Regions from separate parts of the Macaca fascicularis genome. Here region 2 is linked to region 1. The links are chromatin contacts, called in public Hi-C maps. All regions are on one chromosome and are shown on one strand. The core of a region is the stretch at or near the end of the contact, and the rest is flanking DNA. Distances in the headings are between cores, read along the strand shown.

Evidence for each region. A called contact is a pair of places that touch in the nucleus more often than the background predicts.
Region 2: a contact with region 1 is called in a Hi-C map of skeletal muscle, with 6 times the contacts expected there. The contact joins the enhancer-like site here to the promoter of ITGB5 in region 1. A contact is called at or near these places in 2 of 2 Hi-C or Micro-C datasets (liver and skeletal muscle).

Annotation. Positions count from the first base shown.
Region 1 is chr2:158,351,058-158,355,962 of T2T-MFA8v1.1, reverse strand. It overlaps ITGB5 (integrin subunit beta 5), which reads right to left and starts at 2,892. Exons shown (of 15, transcript XM_005547933.5): 1 at 2,365-2,892. The coding sequence starts at 2,434.
Region 2 is chr2:158,671,333-158,676,237 of T2T-MFA8v1.1, reverse strand. The region is part of intron 33 of KALRN (kalirin RhoGEF kinase); the gene reads left to right. Among named protein-coding and RNA genes, the nearest start is that of UMPS, 170 kb to the right of the region's middle. Within about 2 kb of position 2,072, at least 2 of the 6 cell types and tissues checked have an H3K27ac peak or open chromatin away from gene starts, as enhancers often do.

The sequences.
Region 1 (4,905 bases), core at 1,643-4,142:
GCCTGTAATCCCAGCTACTCAGGAAGCTTGGGCAGGACAATCGCTTGAACCTGAGAGGCGAGGTTGTGGTGAGCTGAAATCATGCCACTGCACACCAGCCTGGGCAACAAGAGCAAGACTCTGTCTCAAAAAAAAAAAAAAAAAAAAAAAGATGGGCAATGGGAAAACAGGACCCCAAAAGAGTTGCAAATGAACCACCGTGCTCAGTGCTTTTCTCTTCCCTAAGCTGAGTCAGGTAGGACAGAGGGCACTGGACCAAAAGCCATGGTCCCTGGTCCGCCACTCCTGACCCAAGTAGAGGAGAAGGGCAAGTCACTTCCTTCCTGAGCCCATATGAGAAAATGGACATCACCATGAAGATGTACGTGAACTTTGAAAAACAGAAAGCACGATGCAAGTGGAAAATAATGTATTTTTAGAAATTATTTGCAGCCAGGGACGGTGGCTCAAGCCTGTAATTCAAGCACTTTGGGAGACCGATGCGGTTAGATCACCTGAAGTCAGAAGTTCAAGACCAGCCCAGCCAACATGGTGAAACCCCGTCTCTACTAAAATTACAAAAATTAGCCTGGCACGGTGGCGGCACCTGTAATCCTTGCTACTTGGGAGGCTAAGCCAGGAGAATCGCTTGAACCTGGGAGGTGCAGGTTGCAGTGAGCCGAGATGGCACCACTGCACTCCAGCCTGGGCTACAAGACTGAAACTCTGACTCAAAAAAAAAAAAAAAAATTATTTGCAACTGGAAATTATTATTATAATTCTGTTTGTCAGAATTACAGAATGTCAAGCTGGAGAGGAACTTAGAAGCCATCTCCTTTGGCAGTTTCCAAACTTTTGGATTTCAAAGAAAACTAAGATTTAAAAACAAAACAAAAGAAACAAACAGAAAATGAGAAGGGGAGCTTAACATAGGGTTGCCAGATTTTCTTATTTTGCCAAAATTAAAAACTACTAACATTATTAAAAGTATTAAAAGAAAATGTTCCCACCAAAAAAGAAAAAGTGCCTAATTTCAAACTAAAGGAAAGTCCTTGTGGGGCAGGGGAGCGTTCACAACAATACATTCCTGTGTGATGTGGGCTACAGCTTCCTTCTGCTCGCTTTCTCGAGGGACCCATGAAACTATCCGTGATGGGCACTGGCGGCCGGATGGGTGTCTGGAATCCACTCATCTACTCTCCGAGCTCTGGAGTGATTATTTTCCCATTTAAAACAAAAAACAAAAACCTTGCTACAGTATTAAGTTTGAATTAGGGTCTAAACGAAGTTGTTGTTTGCTCAGACCCCTCCTCCGCTCTTAAACCTAAACATCCACTGCCTTCATGTAAATGAGACACCGAGGGGGGGGGGGGGGAACAGTCCTCCCCTTGGGCAGCCAGGCAACCACTTGGCTCACAAGAGCAATCAAGTATCTCCGGCTCCAAAGTGAATAGAGCACTATTAGTTCCTAAAGGAAGGGAGAAAGTCCGCATCCCAAACAAGTGCATCCTTCCTCGAGGGCCTCCGAACTGCCACGTCCAGTCATCTCCCAACCCTGAAAACTTAAGAGCAGGTAACCGAGGGATCCTCGCACCGCCGCCAGCCCATGGCAGCGTCGGGCTAAGGCAATCTCCGCAGCCCCTGTCCTCTACTCCAGAATCCGTCACAGTTAGGGGAGTGTGAGGCTCCGAGCGTGTGCAAATGGCGGGATAAAGTCGGGCAGAAGGAATCTAACAGGGAAGTCCCAGGTGGGGCTGTGGTTTGGGACGCGGGTGCCCCCTCGGGTTTGCGGTGGCCTAGGCGAGGCGGAAGCAGGCGGGGTGGGGTGGGGAAGTGGGTCTGCATCTTCAAATGAAGGCGGCTAGCCTAGGCGCAGAGAACTCCAGGATTCGCGGTGGGCCCTGTGCACCCGCAGTCCCAGGAGGCGAGCCCTCAGGAGTGGAGGTGGCCCTGGGCTTTGGCTGGGGTTTCGAGACTCCCTTGCTTCCCCGGGAACAGGACACCGGCGGCATCCCCCCCAGCAGCCCGCCCGCTCCCGGCCGGCCACAAGGACCGCTTTGTGCCCGCCAACGGAGAGCCCGGGCCCCAAGGCAGGGCCGGCGATGGTCCTCCCCGTGCCCTAGGCACGGGGCTGGCGGGCTAGGTCAGCAGGCCGGCCAGGCTGTTTACACAGGAAGGGAAGCTCCTCCTCAGCCCGGGAGGGGAGAGGAGATTCACGACGGCCCCGCGGGGCTGTCCCCTGGCGACTGGTCCATCCACCAGGGAGTGCCCTGAAGGCGCCCTCTGCCCTCAGGCACTGCCTGCGCTCCCCGCCCCTCTGAGACGCCTGCCCGCGGCTGTGTGCGCGACAAAGTTTCTCTGGGCGCCGTGGGCGGCGCGGCTTACCTGCAAGCCCGGGCAGGAGCGCGCAGAGCCCCAGGAGGCAAGCGTACAGCGGCGCCGGGGCCCGCGGCATGGTGGGGCGCCTCCCTCAGCGGCGGCGCGGTCGCTGCACTCCGCTGGGGCCGGCGGCCGGGACCCGGGCGGGGGCCGGAGCGCGGGGGCCGAGGGCCGGGGGCCGCCGCCACATGCCCCGTGCGCAGCTACGGCTCACAGCGCCCGCGCTGGCCCGCGCCCCGCCGCCACCATCTGTCCGGCAGCGCTCACGGCCGAGTCCCGGAACGGCGGCTGCCCTGGCTGGCGGGCCGGGACGCCTAGGGTGTCGCCGCTCGGGACGGCCCCGGCGGGCGGCTCCGGGCAGGGCAGGGGCTGGCTCCGCTCGGGGGCCGCGACTTGGGCTCCGAGACGCGCCCCGCGCCGAGGCTCCCCCGCGCGCCGGCACACTCTGCCCCTCGCCTCCGCCCCTTCCCTTCCTCCCTCCGTCCCGCCAGGCTCCACTTTCCTCCTCTCCTTTCTCCTCCCCTTCTCTCCCCTGCCAGGCCCCCTCCCGGCCGCCACACGGTCAGCTTACTGCGAGGCGGGGCGGGGCGGGGCGAGCTCCGGGCCGGGTCGGCTCCGCCCTGTGCGGGGACCGGCCCGGGACGCGGAGGCCCTATGGGCCCAGGTGGAAGTCGCTTGCGACTCACTTGGGGCATGGGGGGCTCGAAACCACTGAGTAGAGCCCGCTCCCGTAGCTTCGCCGCCCGTCGCCACGGGAAAGCGGCGGGGCACGCAGCATTAGGCGAGCTGAGATTACCTGGGCCAAAGGCGGTTGCTAGACTCTGAAAGGGAGAGCAGGTACGGGGGTCATGTCGTGCCGGGCCCACCTCATCCTCCCAAAGCCGCACCTCCGGCGGCCTGAGGTGGGACGTAGACGCCCGCGCGTGGAACCGCAAAGCGACTTCTGGATAGGCAAGGGAGGGCACGGTGGGGCGTGGAGGCACAGGTAAAACCTACGTTACTTTTTCTTTTTCTTTCTTTCTCTCTCTTTCTTTCTTTCTTTTCTTTCTTTCCTTTCTTTCTTTTCTTTTCTTTTCTTTTCTTTTTTCTTTTCTTTTCTTTTCTTTTCTTTCTCAGCGTCTCGCTCTCACTCAGGCTGGAGTGCAGTGGCCCAATCTCCGCTCACTGCAGCCTGGACCTCCTGGGCTCAAGGGTTCCTCCACCTTAGCCTCCTGAGTAGCTGGGACTACAGGTGCGCGCCACCACACCCGGACAATTTTTACATGTTTTGTGGAAATGAGGGTCTCGCTGTGTTGCTCAGGTAGGTCTCGAACTCCTGGGCTCAAGCAATCCTCCTGTGTCTGCCTCCTAAAGTGCTGAGATTACAGGCGCGAAGCACCGCGCCCGGCCAGCTTTTCACTTTTTAACATTTGCACCTTTCAAGGATTTGAGACTGGCCAATATGCCGCTATATTTCGTTGTCCTTACTGACAATCTGTCAGTTTCCATGATCAAACTGATAGACTCAAAAACATATGCTCAGGCTTTCATCTTGCAGTTTACATATGAGCTGGATCTGAACTGGCCAATAAGGAGTGGGGTGGGGTCTTCCTCAGATGGTGCAGCAAAGGATACCTTGGGCTTGGATTCGCTACAAGTGCATTTAGAGTGGAGTGGTTTATAGGCAAGAGAAGAGGCAACATTCAGGTAGGAGAAGATAAAGATAGAATACCTATCAAGTACAGAGAGCACACTGCCAGCCAGGCGCTGTTCTAAGTCCTTTACCCATATTAACTCATTTCATCCTCCTGACAACCCTACTGTTATCCAGTTGAGGAAACTGAGGGACAGAGGGGTTAACTGCTGGAGGAAGTGACAGCTGGGATGCCTTGTTCAAAAGGGCAGCATGGCTTGGCTAAAACTGAAGCAGGAAGGGGTAAAGAACAAAGGGGTCTCACCTTTGCAAGTCAGGGACCTGGTGGAAGAATGGCTTGGAGGGCCCAGTGGAAAACTGTCCTAACTGCCCAGCTCAAGGAGTTTGGCTGTTAACCTTTATTTGTCGGCCTCCTCCCAAACTCTGACAAGGTGGTGCCTCAATGCCTGAGGAAGTAAACTTCTTGAAGTACAATATAGTGTGCCTGGCGGCAAAGATGCAGCAGTCCATAGCAAGCTCCTTTACAGTATTTGTGAAAAGAAAATAAATCTCAGGGCCCCCAAATCACTAAGCCAGGAGAAAAGTCAAGCTGGGAACTGGGTCAGGCAAACCTGCCTCCCATTTTATTCCTAAATAAGATAGCTAAGAAGCTACATACCTCGCTCACAATTTACCCACAGGAAATTCCTTGTGGACAAAAGACAGACAGAACTCAAAGTCATCCCTCTGAGGCTCACCTGAGACAAATGAATACCTGATTGCTCCCTCTGGCCTATTGTTTATGTAAAAATGCAGATTCACTGAGCCAGACTAAATTGTGTATTCAGTGGAAGGCTAATCAAAAGAATGCAGCCTTTTGTCTCTTATCTACTTCTAACCTGGAAGCCCCCACTTCATGTTGTCCCGCCTTACAA
Region 2 (4,905 bases), core at 823-3,322, 320 kb before region 1:
TTCATGCTTAAAGTAACTCGTGTGGTGCAGCTCATATTTTTGCATTTGGAAAGGAATCATTATATTCTGCTTTGAGGTGTTTCATGCTAAGGGACATTACCTAATTAGATGAAATCACTTTCTGATGAAGAAATGCCAGGCATTAGCAACAGGTGCAGGGAGTGTTAGGGGGAGGAGAGAAAGACAGTTTTTGCACAGGAGTTGGCAGGACCTCACGGTGCCCTTGAAACCATGCCAAGTAGATATGCTCCAGCTTTATATTTTTTGCCAGCCAGCTCTGGCTGCCTGTGAGGCTGTTCATATGTAGATGTTAATTTATGTGAACTTGGTGCCTCGGGCTGGCTAAGAGTTGTGGAGGAATCAGATGATCAGATGGAAGAAGTTGGCGGGCGGGCGGGCAGCCAGGGGAGGAGGAGGAGGTCAGACTTATCTGATGGGCGCTCTTGGGCACAGCTCCCCCTCTGTCAAGAGTATCAGATCCAAGTGCTCTGCAAAGCAGTGTCAGAAGTCAGTATCACAGTTACTAGAAGGCTCATTTGGCAAGTATTGAGGGCAGGTATCAGACTCTGGGGTAAAGGGGTTTCTTCACAGGGAAGCTTCCTGGAAAGCAATGTGGAATGAAGAGGCAAGAGTGAATCCTCATGTTGCATAAGGGAATCCTCGGTCCCACCATTCCTTTGTTTTTATTATAACAGGAAAAGTATGTGCTGATCTGAGGGAGGTCTGAGTCACCTTCCCTAGTGAGCCTCAGGGTCAGTTCTTCTAGTTAGGGCAAAACTCCATGAAGATGACTTTAAGAAAAAAAAAAAGATTCATTTACATAATAATGTATGTGCATGTATACAGTTGATACAGTCTGTTACCAAACAACATGCCATCAAAATTGATGTTTAAAATTTCTTCTGTACTCCTTTCCTCCCAAATTTAAATAATAATTCACTAATACCTCCAGAACTTTGTTTTTTGAGATGGAGTCTCACAGTGACACCCAGGCTGGAGTGCAGTGGCATGATCTCGGCTCACTGCAACCTCTACTTCCAGGTTTGCATGGTTCTCCTGCCTCGGCCTCCCAAGTAGCTGGGACTACAGGCATGCCCCACCGCACCCGGCTAATTTTTTGTAATTTTAGTAGAGACAGGCTTTCACCATGTTGGCCAGGTTGGTCTGGAACTCCTGACCTCAAGTGATCCACCCCACTTGGCCTCCCAAAATGCTGGGATTACAAGCTCAAGCCACTGCACCTGGCCCAGAACTTATTTTTTAGACAATCACTTAGCTCTCTCTGCTTAAGGCACTATCCTAGGTGCTTTAATATTATCTCATTTAATCTTCACAACAAGCTATGAAGTAGGTACTGTCATTATCCCCATTTGACAGATGAAGAAATTGAGACAAAGAGGTGAAGTAAATTGCTCCTGGTCACACAGCTGGTGAGAAGCTGTAGAGCCCATGCCCTAAATGAGGCTCTGCTACCTTGGAGAATGGAGCAGAGACACAGAGGTGCACAAATGGAAGCTCTGAAATGACAACAGAATTCTTCAGGGGTCCTGTCCTCACTCTCTGGATGCCATTGGGAAACCATCAGGGAATAATAACTGTGTCTTTTCCATAATGTGGGGAAGCTCACAGGGACAATCTAGCTCACACAGTGTATACAAGAAGGAGGTTCAGTTAATCTCCAAATATTAATCATGTAAAAATAGACATAAATGAAAGTGATCATTTCTGGTGAATGCGAGAACTTTGAAAATGCAGATGGAGTTACAAAGAGTGGTTACGAAATGTCCCCTGTGTATGTAGCAGTTCATGCTGGAAAGAAGCCAACACAGCTATCACTGCAGAGCCGAAGGAAAGTGAGGACGGGAAGAGCTCCTTCTGCCCCTCTGGGAAGCATTGCGGAGGGCAGGGAGGCCACGTCCACCCAGGGATTGGTCAGCAGGGGCACAGGCCCCACTGGAAATGGCGAGGACCCAGAAAGGAGAGAGACTGGGAAAGTAAGGACAGGGAGTTGGATGGTGACTCAGCAGCAGGCACTTGGGTGGGAAGCCAGGCAGACAATTAGCATCAAGAAGGCTTAGCAGGCCTTAGGCGGCGTTCTAGGGAACTAGGCAGAGAAAATATCTGAGCGCTCCCGGGAAGGGGGCCAAGACTCAGGCATGAAAGGCCAGATAGGGACTTGCTGCTGGAGTGGGAGGATACAGTGAGGGGAATAAGATGAGAGAAGATTCCAGAAGCAGGGGTACAAGATCAGAGAAGAATCAAAAACCTAACCTGAATGCATGCTGAGATTCTGTGCTGCCTACTCAGCTCCCAGCATCTTCTGAGCAGGAATAACGTTGGTCTTAGAATCTCACCCTACAGCTTCCCTGGAGGAGAGGATGAGAAGGGACTGTTGCAGGAGCAGCTCTGCCTGACCCCTCAAACCATTTCCCCAGCACCCTCCCTTGTTGGCCGTTCTTTGGAATTCACTTCTTGCCAGGGTAGGGACCTGGTGTAGTAAATCTTTTTGATCAAGCCATTGAGGTGAAGTGAACCAGGATATTCATCCTGTATTTGAACCATAATGGCTTTTGGGCTGCATGTAAAGCTTGAGCCCGGTTATCTATAACATGTGAGCATGGAAGAAATTGCCCATTGATCTTGTTTCCGCTTCTTCCTTTGTCTGGACTAGGCAGCCTACAGAAGACAAATACCGCCATCTAGTGGCGTATCCAGGCTTCTCGCCAGGAACTGTGTCTTTAATTGCAGAGACACAAGCTTGGCTTTTTACCCTCTTCTGTCCAGCCCATGGGTCTGATTGTAACCCGCCCCAGGGGGCAGTGGGTCTTGTATCTGGGTGCCATGCTGGGCCGTTTGCAACTAGAGTTTCAGGCCCCTTCTGCTCTAACAGTCTGCAAAAGGACTACACTCATCCCTGGACTCAACCATGTTGCCCTAAAAGGGCTGCAAGTTGCATCCCCTGCTATGTGTGAGCTTGGCCTCAAGAAGCAACCCTGAGCCTCTGGCATTGTCACAGAGGAGCAGCTCCACTGAGATGCAGAAGCTCAGTGATAAAGAATCTCTCAATTAGAAAGAATGTCAGTCATCTAGGCCGGCATTCTACATAGTCCATTAGTGAGTTGGAATCAAATTAGTGGGATGTCAACAGCAATTGAGAAAAACATAGAATGTCAGAGTTGAGCTTGTGTTTCAGTGATATATCTATTCACATGTAGTGTTCCCTGGTCAAAATATGAAATGTATTACAGAGCACTTTGGGATCTGAATCCCAGCACTTTGGGAGACTGAAGCAGGAGGATCAATTGAGCCCAGGAGTTCAAGACAAACATCGTGAGACCATGTCTCTACAAAAAAATTTAAAAATTAGCTGGGTGAGGTGGTGCACACCTATGGTCCCAGCCACTCAGCAGGCTGAGGTGGGAGGATCACTTGAGCCAGAGAGGTAGAGGCTGCAGTGAGCCAAGATTGCACCACTGCATTCCAGCCTGGGGTTCAGAACGAGACCCGGTCTGTGGGCAGTGGAAGGCATTCCCAGGCCCTGACCCAGGCCTACTGAATCATGATGTGTGATTGAGGGGTGGAGCAAGAGAAGGAACTGCTAGGGAATCTTCATTTTATAAGCTCTCTACATGATTTTTGTGTACACTCAGTGCCGAACCACCGATGTTGACATTTCTGAGCTTGAATTTCCTGATGTATGAGATGGAGATGATAGTACTACCTGGTTATTGTGAGGACCAAGTGGATAATTAATGTAAAGGTGTTTTGCTAACTGTAAAAGTACTCTAGAGATTTGAGGGGTCTCCATCCCACAAAATCCTTCTCTATATGATGTTTTTAAGGAGGATAGCACCAGGAGAGTGGGGGAGTGAAGACTGTGCATTTAATGGGACCAGGAGAGTTAAATGGAAAAATATTCCCTTCTGTCTCCTTCCACCTTCTACCTTCTGTCCTGCAGATTTCCTGATCTGATCCCAATGGCAGTCCTGTGGGAATGTGGTTAGCACAGACCCCCTGCCCTGTGACTGGTGGTGACGCATATTGCCAACATCAGTCTGATGCATTATTTTAACCTTTTCAAGCCCCCTCTGAAATCGAAGTCCCTTTACTGGAAATTTCTTACAGTCCTGAATGCTGAGCTTTTGGTCCTGGTGGGACTGTTAATTCTCTACTCACTGTGACGTTCACTGTGTATGCCGTTGGGCAGAAGCTTCCCAGAATGTGTGTGAAATGGCTACACAACATGTTTGGACAAGTGCATTCATATGGCCACTGATGCAGAAAATTTGGGCCCTGAAGGCTTACATCAGAGATGCACAGACTGAAGTCGCTTCCCTGGAGGTGGTGCAGGGACTTTGCCTCCAAACTGCTTTTGGGGTGAACTTTAGAGGATAACAGGCTAGCAAGCTGGGCCTCATCCTCCTCATTCCTTCCCTTCCCTACCTGTCACTCTGCCCTTCAGTGCAGCTGTTCTTCCAAGAGGGAGACTGTACTTAGTTCTATGAGACAAACTAATAACCAAATGGATTCTCATGGAAATATGAAGCCAGAGGAAAGGGGGGAAGTGGGGCCAAATCCCCAAGGCGAAAAAGTGAGAACTCCCAGCATTCAGCAGTAGGGGTTGTTCCTGTCAGCCCCTTTTATTGGTTCTGCAACAGGATCAGTGAAGTAGGAAAAAGGCGGTGTGGAGCGAAGCCGGCATGGAGCGTGAGGGCTGGGGGTATGTTCCTAAGGAAGAAGTGGCCCGTCTCCCTTCTCATGCTTCCTCCCAGTCCCTAGTGCCTGAGCCTTGGAGGCTATTCCCCTCCCAGACAGACATTGCTTTACTTCTGCCTTTGAATTGAAGCCTCATTCTTTTTGTAGTCCTCGTAGCCTCAATTTTAGGCTGATGGCTCCAGTAAGAGG